2 separate regions of the Mus musculus genome follow, and region 2 is linked to region 1. The links are chromatin contacts, called in public Hi-C maps. All regions are on one chromosome and are shown on one strand. The core of a region is the stretch at or near the end of the contact, and the rest is flanking DNA. Distances in the headings are between cores, read along the strand shown. Region 1 holds the start of Flrt2 (fibronectin leucine rich transmembrane protein 2). Region 2 overlaps Flrt2 (fibronectin leucine rich transmembrane protein 2).

Evidence for each region. Hi-C and Micro-C count contacts between places; a contact is called where the count stands out from the background.
Region 2: a Hi-C map of bone marrow-derived macrophages shows a contact between it and region 1, with 1.8 times the contacts expected there. The contact joins the enhancer-like site here to the promoter of Flrt2 in region 1. A contact is called at or near these places in 1 of 39 promoter capture datasets (macrophages), 21 of 484 Hi-C or Micro-C datasets (LSK cells, the MNK3 cell line, bone marrow-derived macrophages and 11 more), 1 of 115 datasets of contacts at active chromatin or transcription factors (bone marrow-derived macrophages) and 2 of 9 other capture datasets (adipose tissue and bone marrow-derived macrophages).

The regions. Positions count from the first base shown.
Region 1 is chr12:95,687,935-95,695,837 of GRCm38.p6, forward strand. It overlaps Flrt2 (fibronectin leucine rich transmembrane protein 2), which reads left to right and starts at 4,292. Exons shown (of 2, transcript NM_201518.4): 1 at 4,292-4,681.
Region 2 is chr12:95,741,667-95,749,569 of GRCm38.p6, forward strand. The region is part of intron 1 of Flrt2 (fibronectin leucine rich transmembrane protein 2); the gene reads left to right. Among named protein-coding and RNA genes, the nearest start is that of Flrt2, 53 kb to the left of the region's middle. Within about 2 kb of position 3,540, at least 49 of the 459 cell types and tissues checked have an H3K27ac peak or open chromatin away from gene starts, as enhancers often do. A contact at or near this core is called in bone marrow-derived macrophages, cerebral cortex, cortical neurons and 1 more, where this site is marked.

The DNA.
Region 1 (7,903 bases), core at 3,042-5,541:
AATACACAGAAGGCTGGATATAAAATAATGCCACAGAGGTCCCTGTAAAATCAGTATACTGTCAAGAGATCTTCACCATCACTTGAATGAGGCCCTCTCCCTAGAGAAATGTCTTTCAAAGCACTAAAGCACTTTGCACATACTAAAATTGTTTTATTTCTGTAATGAGCATGTAATTATGTGTCTCTGGGACTTCACTAGACTGAGAATTTGACAGGGTAGACACAAAATCTATTCATCAAAGGCCTGCTACAAGTTGAACATTTTCTACAGATGTTTGTGAGGGGATCTTTGCAGTGTAATGTTTTCAAATCAGAAGGGAATGTATCCCAGAGCTGCAGATGGCAGGACAACAGCCCCACTGACAAAATAATTTCATAGATTAGTAGTATTTTTTTACTTGTGAAAGAGAAGAAAAGCAATCTGTGCACTGCATGCTAGCCATGGATTTTCTTGCCATTGTCCCTACCTTAGAAGGAAGGGTGCATTTCTATGCCTGGCAAAGAAGGCTTATTTGTGAAATCAAACCATCTTTGAGCATCTGGTGAGGGGAAGCATGATGGACTATGTACAACTGAAATAGAAGCGTGAAACCAATATAATACTTTGAGATGCTAAGGTCTAGTTGAGAGACAAACTGCAGATAGTTAAACATCACTTTATGGAAAATTGAAATGAACAGCACTCTCTCGGGAAAATGTGACAGAGGGAGACGAGAAGCCATGGGTATAATGACTGCTATGTTTGCATAAATTAGTTGAGGTTTTGAACAAGTGAAGAATGTGATGTAGGAATAGAAGGGAAGCACAAAGAAGATCAAAGAAAGACTATTTTAATGCAGATTAGTTGAAGACTGATTCAAATTGAGTAGAGAAGGGAGAGTGTGGAACAATCTTTCAAAGACATACTGGAGGTGTTCATCATACCAGATGATGCTCTGCACACTGCTGAGGGAGAGGGGTAATAGGTAAGTCCTACCAGCTATAATTTCATGTCAGCCACCAAAAACGCCTGCATTGGCAAGATATCACTCATCAATGGTGCAATCGGACTTAAGGCCTGCTCAATAGGAAGGAATTAATGTCTGGTACTGTAAACCTGGAGATGCTGGAGAGATCATAAACCAGGAAGAAGAATTTAGTACTGCCATTTTCCAAAACGTATATGCTTCCCAAGCATATTATAAATACTTATCTTTACAGGTTACTGTAGCTCTTACCCTTCAACAAAGCAGCTTCTTTTGCAGCCGATGAAGACTGTTATAGAGGTCGGTAACTTGTCAAAATACAGAGAATAAGGGAAGGCAGGTGTCCAGTCACAACCGAAACACCTGCAGTGCAACATCTACACTCAAACAGCTCCAAGAGTATTATGGAAATTTAGTCAGAAAAGTTGGAAGATCAAGAATCTCGGGAGGCCTGATGTTAGATAGTAATCCTTAAGCATAACAGGACAAATGTACCCGTGAAAACTCATAATGTGATTGCTTGGACAAAATCTATGTAATGCCAGTGCCGGTTGACACGCCTGTGTGGACAACGAAAATTTCACATAGTCCCAAACTTACAAGTGGCTGATGAGAGGAGAATCAGGCTTTTCCAACCACCAGGTGTCTTATGGGATATTCAATCCCAGATAGGTAATGATAGGTAGACCTTAAGGCATAGATATAGAAGTTATGCTAAATGGACACATTGATCTCTCTCTGTCTCTCCATCTCTCTCTCTGTCTGTCTCTCTGTCTGTGTCTCTGTCTCTCTCTGTCTCTCTGTCTCTCTGTCTCTCTGTCTCTCTGTCTCTCTGTCTCTCTGTCTCTCTGTCTCTCTGTCTCTCTGTCTCTCTCTCTCCGTGTGTGTGTGTGTGTGTGTGTGTGTGTGTGTGTGTGTGTGTAACAATGATTAATGAGACCACTGATTTAGAGGGAGGAACATGAGGTTAATTTGAGGCATAGATGGTGCAAGTGATGTAGGTAACAATGCTCATGTTTGAAGCTCTCCAAAAAAAGAGAGAAAGAAAGAAAGAAAGAAAGAAAGAAAGAAAGAAAGAAAGAAAGAGAGAGGGGGGAGGGAGGGAGGGAGGGAGGGAGGGAGGGAGGGAGGGAGGGAGGGAAGGAGGGAGGGAGGGAGGGATAAAGGACCTAGGCCATTCCTTGAAGATGCTTTTTTTTTCTACTGTATGCTTTGTAGGAGTGTGGGTTTATTTCAGGGTCTTCGATTCTATTTCATTGATCAACCTGTCTGTATTTATACCAATACCATGAAGGTTTTGTCTTGTCTTTTCTTTCTTTTCTTTTCTTTTCTTTTCTTTTCTTTTCTTTTCTTTTCTTTTCTTTTTCTTTTTTTAATCACTATTGCTCTTCAGTACAGCTTGCAGTCAGGGAAAGTGATTCCTTCAAAAATAACTTTTTTATTGTTCAGAAATGTTCTGGCTATCTTGTTTTTGTTTTTTTGTTTTTCAAATACAAGACTTTTGTTCTGTCTGACCTCACTTCCATGCATTCCTTAAGTTGACTCTTCAGTCAGACTTACGACTTATCACATTGCTTCTCTACATACACTTCCAGTAGTATTTTCTTACATTTATAAAAATCATGATAATAATAATAACAACAACACCCATAGCTTTTTAGAAAGGAGGATATGCTCATTGCACTACTTTATTATACTTTTGAATCATCATTACTGGAAAATGAAATTATATTTATTAATAACCACCCCCTCTTCCTTTTCTGGATTAATTCTGTTTCCAGTAGCATGAATCACAATGTCAAGCCTGTTTAGGGTTTCATCTTGTTGGTTAACCAATATATGTTTGTAAGAATGAGCTTAATATACTGTCTTCTCAGAAGAAGGATATAGAGGATGATAGGTTCTGGGGACACATATGCATAACTGCACAGAAGAATGGATATTTAAAGAACGGTGGAAATGCATATGTCCTAAATTGTGAGCTTTGCTGATTCAAGAACCAAAGGAGCTATTGCTATGCTCTGCTGCCACCTTGGCAAATCAGAAGGATTTACAACGGAATTCTTCAAGCTGAAGTCTGAGGCAGCTCCAGAGGCCTCTCAGGACTGCTGGGCTCAGATGGGCATTTGCAGTTTCTGCCATTCACATCGGGTTGGGTATATTGGGTCCGGAGGAGGCACCGATTCGGTGGTAAAGCGCGGTTTGCTCTCCCTTTTAAAATAACCCCTTTCAGCAATGCCTATTCCACTGTCTAACAGCTTCCTACTGAAGAATAGAGCCTGAGAAAAACAGTTGTACGTTTGTGCTCAGATCACAGTGTCTGGGCTCATTTGACAGAGAAAGCTACAGCAGAAGAGAACAGTTTTCTCAGGCCTGAGTTTCTTTTCTGGGTCAACAAGACGGGTTCTCTGCTTATTCAATTAACTTTCTGGAAGTTCTGAATGTATAGGCAAAGCTGTTCACTAAACCCAAGCCGGAATTTGTTCATTATATAATTAACCTGTTCCAAGGGAGCTGAGGAGACATTGTTAGTCAAATCGCCCTTAAAACTAACCTGATATATATCAAGCCCTGCTCCCCTATTTTTAATTTTTGCATTTGTATTCTTTTTTCCCCCTCTCTATGTTTATTCCACTCATGCCTTTCTCTTTAGGCTCGTTTACCCAATCACATACCAACTTCGTTCTTGTCTCTTTTCCACCCGGTCTTCAGGTGTTTTACTCTTTCTTATTTAACTGATGTCATTTAGTTGACACCAGCTTCTGATGGGTAGGAGGGAGGCCACTCTCCTTGCGGTTTCATTTAAATTTGGCAGGAGTGGGTGGGTCCCCTTCTCCATTCCTCTCGCACTGCACTTGAAACTCTGTTAAGAGTTAGAGCTTGATCAGAGATTTCTAAGTCTTCAAAGCGCAGCTGGGCAAGGAAATTATATGAGAGGCGGGGGACACAGAAGTAAAGGAATAAAAGCCAACTTTGCTGGCAACTTCAATAAATCCGGTAACTGGAGGTTAAAAAAAAAATAGATTGTGAGGGCTGGGTCTGGTCCGGATGAAACGTTAGGTTCCTTCCCATCTCCGAGTCTCTCTCGGAAAGCGCGCCACTGGCACCTTGCCACCCAAGTGCCCCTAGACAGCCACACGCCCACTGGAACTGCACGTGAACAAAGCTTTTGCCCGGAAAGCCAGCGTCTGTGGTTTCTCAGCGCAATCTAGCTTCTATCCGGAGTGTAGGGTGAACACAGGGTTAAGCCAGTTCCCTCCTCGATGGGAGGGAAAGGAGTGGGAGGTGAGCAAAGCTTTCTGTCTTGCCGGGTACCTTGCAGTTAGTTGTACATTTGAAAGCAGTCGCCATCACTTGTGAGTTTGGCGTCATCCATTGTCACCACCAAGGAATGTGCGCTGGGAGATAACACCAAGGGCAGTGCTTCTCAAACACGCAGAGAGCTCTTTCTCTCTCTGCTTCCAGGTGCGCTCTTATCTGGTCCTCTGTCCCAAGTTTCCAGAACGTGGAGGCAGCAGCGCAGAACCGGTCACCGCGTCCACTGAACCTCAGGACCAGACTGGCAGTTCTCAACGATGGGCAGGAGGGACCTCGGCGGCGACCCCTAAAACAATACCATGCCCGGGGAGTCCCTCTACTGCCGCTCTAGCTTCTTCCCTTTCCACCTCCCGGACCCGGTTGGATTCGGATGAGCTAAGGAGACAAGGCTGCCAGGTAAAAGGATTGCTGTGCCAGGTGAAATTTCTAGTGACTGCCCTAGCTTTCTTTACATGGCCACCACATTATTTGGACCCCCACTCCCTTTTGAACAAGTGGTGGGTGGTCACTAGGTGGGTGTTCTATGTTTTGTCTTTTTATCCGCAAAGAAAATGGGATTCTTTTTCTATCTACCCCGACTACTTGGGGACCCGGTGTGTATGTGTGTGTGTGTGTGGGGGGGGGGGGGGCTGCGCCTTCTACATTCAAGTCGATTCCAAGTCCTCTAGGGAGTTTTGTAACCGAGTTGTGGGTAAAATCGCTCATTTGCTACCTGCCAAAAGCATCGATCCTAAATGGAGTTTTCCAAATCCCCTAAGCTTAGAACAGCCTTTCATTTCCTTAGAATGCTTCTCTTAAGTCCGGTAAGTAACAACCCTCCATACCCATCTGGGTTGAATGCAAGAAGTGTTATTATCAAGCCTCAGTATCTCAAGCCCCTACCTGCCCTATGCCCGAAATCCGGGATCAATTCCCCACTAAATTGGGGATGCTAGTTCGTTTTCTTTCCAATCGCTCGTGATTTTTACAAGCCAAGGACCTTTCCTGCCCTGCTGTTGCACCAGAACTGGTAGTTCCATAGCTGGTGTAATTGTGCTTTCCTTACTGGTCAGGGATGGAAAAGTCCCCAGGAGATCCCGATACTGGGGAGTCCACTTTCCCTGCGTCCAGTGCCTGGGCTGCGGAGATAGGTCCTTCTATGCCCTCAGGCGCTGAATGCAGATACCCAGAGTAGTAAGGGGGACGGACCTATCCAGCTGCCCTAGAGCCTCCACTAGACTCTGGCCTCCTGGAAAAAGCCCTCCTCTGAGCTGAACAGCCCAGGGCTCTTACTGGAGTTTTGAGAGCTAGTGTGGTCACTTTTTCTTGTAATCTCTTCCATGATTAAGAAGCCCAGCTAGCTAAGTCTGTCTTGGAAGGGCTGGTCCCACACTTGCTATTTGGATAAATCATGTGGCCTGCCAGGCGCCTTGGGCGACCAGGGGCAGTTGTTCCTGAAGGCTATCAACATCACCACTCTTATCTTGGCACTTTACTTCGGAAGCTTCCAAGATGACTCTCACTATCTGTTCTCAAATTAAAGTCTCCATTGGAGCTCCATTCTCTCCTGGTTATTTGTAGGTTACACTTTGAGTTTGGAGAAAAGACAGACGAGGGTATGTCTATGTGTTTTCTAGCCTCCTTTGTATATATAAAGCACGGGGAAGGGTGGCAAGCTCTCTTGAACCCCAGTGGTGTGTGCCAATGTGAGAGAATGCCCGAGTCGCGGCGGGTTTGGGTGGATCCCTGTGTGGCTTGGGAGACAAATCGGGCGTTTCTCCAAGTCGCCTTACCAGGGTTTAAGAGCTCAAATCCATGAAGGTAGCAGACACAACAGCACTGCAAGGAAATAAAAACAATTGGGGAAGTGCTGCCAAGTGACTCAGACTTTGAACTGAGGACAAGGAGTGCGGTCTCGCTCGGGGGTTCCTCCGGAAACCATCTCCAGCGCGTTATAGCCAACGCCCCTGCCAAAGTTCTCAGCCCCCGGAGCAGAGGACATCTCTAGGGAGTTGGTCCAGGCCAGCTTTCAAGTTGTAAATCGCTTTTCCCGGGGCCCTACCCACGGTGCGCCTCTACAGCCTAACGCTAGGCGACGGCTTGCTCCCCCTCCCCCTTCTGTTAGTATTCCGCCGGTCTCCAGACTAGTTAAAACAGGACCACAACTTGCTGGAGACACGGGGACAGCAATGAATGGGGGAGCAAACCAGGCCACCATCCCCTTGCCAAAAGGGGGTGGGGGTGGATCAAATAAAGAGTCATGTCTCCCATTTCTTAGATTACCCTTTAACCTTTGCAAAGAGACTCGCAAGTGAGAAAGCTGTATCAATTGGACGTCCTAACTGTAGAGCTGGTTAGTCTTTGAAGCGGTCATTGTCAGTTGTCTATTGTAATTTATGGAGACAACTCATCTACGGAACATCTCTCTTTCCAGGAGCAGGCAGGGTAATGGGGGAAAGTAGATGTGTCTAAATATGATGCCACACTCTAATTTCTACAGTTAAAGTTTATGGAAGAAAGCTTGCTGAGTGGACCTTTGATAGACTGGGGGTGCAGCACATCCCCAATGTTGCCGGCGAGTGAAATAACGCCATTTTGGTTTGAGAGACTTGCTATATTTTTACCCTCTCATGTTACGTTTCGATCATTTCTGAGTCTAATAGCTCCTCTGGTGTAGACATACATCCAGAGGACTAGAGAAAGGATTTTTCATCTTTCAGAGAAGCTCCGGGTGTGTAGGGAGGACGCTTGAGGAAGCTTAGAGAGAGGGAGAGGAGCAGCGCTGGGTCAAGTTGGCATCCCTGGCAAAGCGGGGTGCACTTAACTCTCTCCAGGGAGGACAGGGTTAAAAGCCCCATCTGACTTCTCTTGGAAAGCTTAGAGTTGCTGCGGCTCCTCCCAAGCATTCTTTAAACCAGAGAAGTGGGAGGGACTCCGCAAGGGTGGGAGGGGAGGAGGGGAGCTGAGAAAGAGGGCTCCAAGAGGGGAGCGCGCCAGAACACGAGGGACCGAGGGAGAGGAGGGGCGCCCGAGGAGCCCAGCCGACTCCGCGAATTCATTACAGTAAACATTTCCCAAGAGGGAGGGGGTGTCAGGTGAGGGTGGGGGTGGAGACCTCGCTCCCAGCCTACATTAGCTGACCCGGTCGGATCAAGGCTGCAGTGTGGCTGGAGCAGCCTCCAGCCCCGCGCCCCGCAGACGCTGCACTTGGAGTCAGCCGCGCGCCCGCCCCCGCGCAGCCCGAACTGCACGCCCGGCTGCGCGTGGTCCGCGCCTTCTCTGCGACCGAGCTGGTTCCCCAAACCGACCCGCGTAGCCCTGGGTCTCTCGGCAGTCCGGGACTCGCTCGGACGCTCTTCACCGCCCTCTTAGATCGCCCTACTTTTGTCGGGGCGCCAGGCGGAGAGGGTGAGACTGAGGAGGGAAGACCGGAGCTGCGGCAGCAGACCGAGCCTAGAGAAAGTGGCATGCCCGACCCCTGGAGGCGGAGGTGTCGGAGGACGGGGGAAGAGGATGCCGCGGCTCCGTAGGGGACGTAGGCGACAGCAAGCGAGGCGAGCAGGGAGCTGGGGCGCCGGCAGGCTGCCGGGGGGCGCGCACCGCTCTGAAGCTCCAGCCTTTGCCTCCCGGGGCTCCGAC
Region 2 (7,903 bases), core at 2,290-4,789, 53 kb after region 1:
TAGGCATGCATGCTCACCATTACAGAAGCCATAGAATTAAAGCTTTCTTCCAGAATGCAGATACCCATCGCCTGCTGGAATGAGAGGTTAAATGTCATCAATATGATGCAGGCATTGCAAATATCCTTAAAGGTATTTTTTAATAGAATCTTTTGCGTTTAATTTCTAGGAATGAATTTTTTTAAATGATGAAATGAGTTTTTTTTTCTGGTTTGAACAAAGAGAATCCATATTTACAAACTTTATGAGAATGGTAACTCAATTTTCCTTCCCCATATTTCATTTAAAATAAAGATGTGACATGTCTTTTCAAAATTTTTTGCAGTGTTTTTTTTTTTTTTTTTCATTTTATTCTGGTCACAGATTGGAAGTGTCATAAACACAATTGTGTGTCATTTTACTTCAACCAAGATTATGGCCTTTGAAAGGATAAATTTTGGATATAATTGGCAGATGGACATACAACTTAAAATGTTCTCTAGTGTAAACATACTACGAGAGACATATAATTATACCTCTAGCAATAGGAACTCTTTCCTTAATGATGACTGCTAAACTATAGCCTGTGGGATATATGGACCAGAATGTATGCATGGGTCTTGCTTTTAGATTCCAGGGGCTGTGGTAAGGTAGAATTAGTTGAATTTGGATTAATTCTGTTCAGTGCTCAGGTGAACATTATTTTGGTACACAAGAGCTATTAGTTATGATTGATTGGTATTCATGGGTGTTATTCTCTCAGTGAAATGTAGCTGTGGTTTATTTTGATTTAAGACTAAAGGAAACAGCCCTGAAGTTTGGATGTTTGGACTGCTGGGCAGTTCCTTGCTCGATAACTTTAAATATCCTTTTGAATTCCAGTCCGTGATTTTTGTGTGTACCTAGCATGTGTTTGAAGTATATTTACACAGGAATTATGAAGTTTCGGATCCAGACATTTTAAGTTAAAGTTCTGGCACGTATTTAGAGAGGTAGTAAGGTCATTGGCCTTCTGTGGTATCAGTTTCTGACTCTGTGTATTGGAAATAACTGAAGAACCAACTTCAGTACCGTTACAGTAGCTAAATGAAGGCCTCTTAATTATTGTGCCTGACAGGTACAGTTAATTTCCTTTAAATCTTACTGGTACAATCAGTACCATGAGTGTATAATAGCAATGATAATTAGTCCTTTCTTAAGTGCCCATTTAGGGGATAACGTAAGATATTCATGTATAGATTCTTTTACCTCAAAGGGTAAATTCTGGCTTTTTTATTACCAACTCAGTAGGAAACTTCCTCATTTTGAGAACTTGTTAAGTAGTGGCACAATATACAATATAATAGTAGTAATAATAATAACAACCATAATAATAACAATAATTTTAAAACTGGAAAGAACATAGGAAAAATTCCATCTTGAGGAATGGAATACCTTGTTGAGGGTTAGAGACGGAAGAACTATGTATCTTCATGTCTGAACGTTCTTCATGTTCATTTCATAGAATAGTGAAAGATGAATCAATGAAAGATAGCTCACATGCATAATGAATATTGCTGTCAAGGTTCAACTTGGAGGCTGAAACTGTCTTTCCTAGTACTTATACAAATAATACTTAAGGGAAATGTATTTATTTGTGATGTCAGCCTTACTTTTTAAGATATATCATAACATTTTGAGATGTAAGGAGATTTAAAGTATATTTTCAAGGGGATTTAATTTTGGTTCATAGTCTTAAACCATTCCAGATTCTTGCTACTAGGAAACTTTTTCATCAACATTTTCAGAGTAGTGATCAAGGGGTAAATCCATTGAGCAGTGGATGGGCTCTCTGTCATGAGAAGAATTCCAATGTGGGTTAGTGCAAAGAATTTTAGGAGTGTAGCTCTAGTTTGGCAGCAGGTGCTTAAAGCCACAAGTACTTCCAGATTCAGGCCCCTATGCCTGAGTGCCCTATCCCGGAACTCTTCCTACAGGGTCAGGGCTCCTGACCCCATTCAGGAAGATAGTTTCAAGGTATTGTTAAAGAAAGAAATATTGTTCACTTTATAGTCAGTAAGTGCATAAAGTTGACTGTCATACTCTAGAGAGCAGAGAGCTGTCTCTGGACCAGCTAGGAGAACAAGGACCTTCTTAAGCGAATCAGAATCTGGCCACGGGTGTATGGACGGTGTGAGAACAGAATGTGATTGGCATTGGCTTCTTGTTATTGACTGGCCCTTATGTGTGAACTACCTTTAGCATTGCAGTCGGATTTATTTATGTTGCAGGGGATGTGGGCTCCTGCGCTCTATTGCTGCGGAGTTCGAAAGGCTGTGGAAGGCCCTCCAATTAAATTGCTCTGTTGTCTTAACCTCCGTAAGTACTGCTGAACTAGGTCTTCTTAGATACTTACCTCATTACATCAACGGGGGAGATGATTAATGTTTGCATAAGACTTGAGACGCCTGTTCCTCATAGAATGTGCACATACCAGGTTGTGGAATATTGACTCGAGACGTGATACTGATTTCTTTGTTTAAATAATTAGTAGAGATATTTCATGACCAAACCATTGAAAAGTATAACTGAGAAAAATGTAGAGGCCAATAAAAGATGCACAAAACTATTTTTTTAAAACTCTGTATGTTCATTTTGAATATCTGTAAAGCAGCAGATATTGGGCACCTAGGCTGGGGGACATAGTGGGTCTGAGGATCTTCCATTGACAGTGTTTGGCTGCCTTTCCTCTTCCTGTCTTTCAGCATGTGACAATACACCCTCCAGAGCCACAGAGGGTGGACATTCTTCTCTGGCTCCCAGGCCCTTTTCTCTGCTCACACACAGGCAGGCCTGCCTGAGTTCAGCAGAGAATCGCTCACTGTGCAGTGTCTGGCTCCTGCTGCAGATGCACACTCACACAGGGTGCTAAGTGCTGCTGAAAGCTGCTTTATGAGCCTTGCAGAGCCGGTGTGCATGTCTGCAGCTGCACTTCTGTGAGAATGCTCCTGCCTACTGGGCTCTGGCATGGCTGACCCTATCTTCAGCGAAATTTCTGGGCGGGAGCAAGGGGAGGGTTTTTGTACCCTTGCTAACTTGTCCCTGAGAGAGGGCAACATCCAAAAAGTGCAGAGGGGACAAGCTGGCAAAATGGCAAAGGAATAAATAAAGATATAGGTGGGCCAGCGAAAAGTGAGGGGCAGTCTAGGTCTCTGTGACATCGTTGAAAGGAGGTTTGATTTAGTTCCAAGAAATCTGTAGGCATTTCAAAGTCCTCTTCTGACCTGTTGTGTGGTTTTGAACTCTGATTTATTTTTTCTCAAGCTACTCTAGTATGCACACCTAGTGTCACCTAGTGAGACTCCCAAAGGGGGCTTAGAGTAAGGAAGATGATGCCTGCCACATTGTCTGTCCTTAGCACTCAGTGAGCCCTGACCAGTACAAGCCATCTCTGATTAGGTTTTACCCAGCCAACTGTCTATACTCTTGGTTGAGGAAGTTGTTCACTAAGGCATTCAGTTTCCTTAACTAATCTCTTTCAGGTTTTTGTGATCCCAGACTGTCACTTTCCAGGACAGTATTTGCATTATACTAGAGTGATCTTGCCTTCCCCTTCCAAAGGGGAAGTTAGTGTTCAGTGAGGATGGTAACCCTGAAACTAGCTACATGTTAAAAATAGAAACCCTCTTCCTTTCAGATGATAAACGAAACTGTATTATTGATGTTTTTTGGAAATCCAAAGTTACAGAGTAAACTACCCAGCAACTGTAAACTCAGCACACAGAAGGATCATCATTTTGTATGCACCTAGGTGTGTGCACAGTGTGGATACAGAGTGTTCTAGTATGTGCTGTATTTCTTATTGTGTTATTTAGGTTTCAGAAAATAAGGATAGGTTCTTTTTTCACGTTTATCTAAATCTAAACAATAAGACAATTGTCACATAGACAAAATTGCAAAGGGTTCAATGGATTTCTTTTTGAAGCTCCCGGTAAAGATGAGTAGATGTCAAACCAGAGTGGAGTGGCTTGCTGTGCCTTTCCTCATGCTGAGGAAGAAACAGGGCTTCAGTTTTGCTGACAATTACAGTAAATATTGTGATATATTTTCCTCCTTGGCATCAGCTCTATATTCCTTAAATGAGTAAGTGAAAGTATTTCACTAAAACACCTTTCAATTCTACTGTGTAATTAATGTAGTCAATGCTTATATAACATATCAGCATAACCAATATGTGTTTATCATGAACTTACTTGTATAGTATATATTAAAATACTATTGATTCTTAGTAAGAATTGAAGCTAAGGCCTTGTGATTGCTAGGCCACTGTTTTGCCATTAAGCTGTATCCATAGCCCAGATGATTAATCCATAAAACAACACTATGAGAAGTAGTTATTTCATCCCCATTTGTAAAATGAAGGAAATGAAACACCATGCACTTAGATGATTACCCCTAATCACACAGTCAGGATGAGGAATTAGCTTTGTATCCTACAGGTTGAACCTGAGATTTTCTCTAATCAGGGTTGACCAGGCAGGCAAACCCTCATCCCCAGTCAGGACTCAGAATATTTGAAGTATGAGAGAGTAAGCTATAGAGGTAGGTAATACATCATTACCCTGTGGTTAATATGCCATATTCAACAGTTAACAATTTGATTAGTGGGTCGGTAATGTGTTGGATGTGATTGCCATAGTATGGTAAAATTTCTAAAACAAGGAATGGTGCTAAAATTGGTGTTTAAAGCCCTTCTATGTGTACCAATGTTTACGTAGTAATTTAAGTCATGTAATTTTTTTTAATTATGGTGCTTATGGGGCTGCGGTGAGTGCCAAGTGCTTAAGAGCACTTGCTCCTCTTGCAGAGGATTCTGGTCCAGTTCCCAGCACTAACGTTGTTGGTCATAACCATCTGTAACCTACACACAGAAAATATAATAATCGCACACATCAATTTAAAAATAACATAAAGTTTCAAAAGCTTGGTATACATATGCATGTATAATGCATTAAACATATGAAAGTACATGAGTAATTTTTATGGACAAAATACATATTTTCCTGGGATTTTTCAACCTAGAATCCATTTGGAAATGGACTTGATCTCAACGTAATAAGAAAGAAATCCACATGGAAAAGGTTGATTTATTCTGTGACACTTTGTTGGGACAAGGAGATTCCCAGAGAGTTTAAAAATGGTAGAAATGGTTTTGTATTTATTTCTCTATGTTTTCCTTGCCAGACCATTAGTCTCTATTCTGACTGCAGCAACATCTAAGTGGTTCTATGCAACCAGCATCTAGCTTGGTATTTGCTACTCGACTGTATTTTAGACAAGCACGCAGTGATTGCCTCTTATCGTCAAAGGAGGAAGCTCGCTTTAGCCTTGTTTCCAAAAGTAACACTTATGTGCATGCACGGTGACTCACACACGGGGGAGTCTTTCTGCACTTAAGGAAGTGGGCACAAGGTTTGTTTTTTTTTTTTTTTTTTTTTTTCTGCACAGAAACTGCTTCGTCATCTCATTTGTAAGTGGCTAGGGAATGAGAGAAAATTAAAGCAGAGGTCATCTTGATCCCTCTAATTGACACTGACAAGCAAGCTCCAGTGTGCTAACACTTACAGGGAATTTCTGCTGAAGAGCTCCTTCTGCCTTCGGGATCCTCCTGAGTTGTTTTGTTTGTTCATTGGCTGTATAATCTTGTGGTTTCTGGCTCTGGTCACCTCTTAAAACAGAGAAACATATTGGATTTTTAGGTCGTTTTAATAGGGACTTGCTTTGCAAGTGCCAAGTGTTTCGACAAATTAAATGAGCAGCCCAGGGAGGAAACCAACACTCCCTGCCCATGTGAAGACATCCCTGTTATTCAAAACTCACCACAAGATCAGCAGACCCATGCAAACTGCCTCTTCAGATGTGGTCACAGTTGACAGTTCAAACAAACCATATCAGATCCCTTAAGACTAAATAAAAAAATTTAGCCTTGGCATAGGAACTCCTGTCTCAAAGATAATACAAATATAATTGTAAATTCTTTCTGCTTAAATGCCGACTAATTTTTAATTGCCCTTCTTCTTCTGCAAAGTACTCAGGTTTGTGGGATGGCAAATGGAAAGGCTGCTTTGGAATTGTTTGTTTTAGCATCCTGTCTTCTTGGTGGTGATAGGATTAGATCAACATCCTTTCAAGGGTACCAAGTATTGATTTTTTTTCTTTTTTTCTCTTTTCTGTTTTGGTTTTCAGAGACAGGATTTCTCTGTGTAGTCCTGGCTGTCCTGGAACTCACTCTGTAGACCAGGCTGGACTCGAACTCAGAAATCTGCCTGCTTCTGCCTCCCAAGTGCTGGGATTAAAGTTGTGTGCCACCACTGCCCTGCATATTGTTTTTTGGACTTTCTTACTGGTATTTTAAATTTAAAACTAGGGGCTTCAAACACCCTTACCACTTCTTCAAGTCATCAATCTACATTTCAAATGTCTGTCCTCGATAATCAAGTATTTAAAATACAAATAACAAAACAAACAAACAAACAAACAAACACCCCAAAAACCAAACAAAACTAAAACAAAAACCTTATTTTTTTTTCTTTCAGAGCTAGATTTTCTTCATTTTTCATGTGTATTCCAAAGCCTTCTGTGTACCATTAATGCTAAAGTTTCAGGAGTCTTTTAGTAATTGAATTAAACGTTTTGATTGAATTGTTTCTTGCCGCACCAAAACGTAGTTTTCACGGTGCAATATGTTTTATTAGGAATATTATGTAGGTGGGGATGCAAAGGCTGTCAGAAAGCCAGTAGCCTTGTCAAGTTCCTGTCACCTGTTCAGTATTCCTTTGAGGTGACACTCGTGAACATGGAAGACTTTGTTACAGAAGGTTGTTCTGTGCTAGGCATTGTAGGAGTGTTAGCCATCTCTGTCCTCTCTGTCTCTGCTTCCCCCAGTGCCAATCGCACCTCTCAATGAGACTTTCAAAAGTGCCTGCATCAGGTCCATCATTTAGAAGAGGCAGAGAAGTAAAAATCTTATAATGGAGAGCTACAGAGTAACAGAACCTTGGACTATTTTAGACTAATTTCTTTCCCCTTATACATTCATTTTTTTTTCTGTTTAGTTTGTAAGCAGTGAGTGTTGCTAGCTTTTGTCCCTTCTGTCTTTCTGGACATATTCAATTAAAAATACTATAGAGATGTGACTATCTGAAGGCTATGCATAGCATCTACATATGATCATATGGCAAGGCATATGTGAAGCGTCATGTCATGTGTTTATGCCCATTGAGTACGTGCTAGGAAGGTGCAATAGTCACACACTCACTGAGTCAGAAGCTTAATCACTCTTTCCTCTGAATGCTGAGTGGCCTTGAGTAAGTCACTGTTGGTTGTGTTTCCCCTTTCTTCTTCCTCCTCCTCCTCTTTCTCCTCTCCCTTTTCCTCCTCCTCCTCCTCTTCTTCTTCTTTCCCTTGTAAGTAATAGACATTCTTTTTGTGTTGGGTAACTAGCAAAAGGCTAGCTGCAAGGTAGTATAAAAGAAATCCCAAACCAATTAATTCATTGGCAGTGCAATGCCACGCTTCAGAAAGAAAGCATTTATTCAAAAGACTTTATTTACCATTTGTTGTGAAATTTTAAAAAAATTGCATAATTGAGTCAGGAAGTTTTCAAAGGCCTGTGAGCTACTGTTTGGTTTCTGTTTCAGTCTAGACACTTTCTTAGGCCTTGAGTTTCTAATCTAGCTCAGGTGGTACTTTCTGTGTGCTGGCTCAGTCTGATGAGTGCCATGGACTGCATGTAGTCCCTTTAGTCCATTCCCAACCTCTGAGCTTAGCAACGCTGTGACATACCAACCTTGTGAGTCTTTCTGATTCCAGCCTAACTGGAACACTTCAAATCTCTAGGTTTAGACTGGGTCTCATATTTGTGCACTCTCCCAGCCTGTGGACT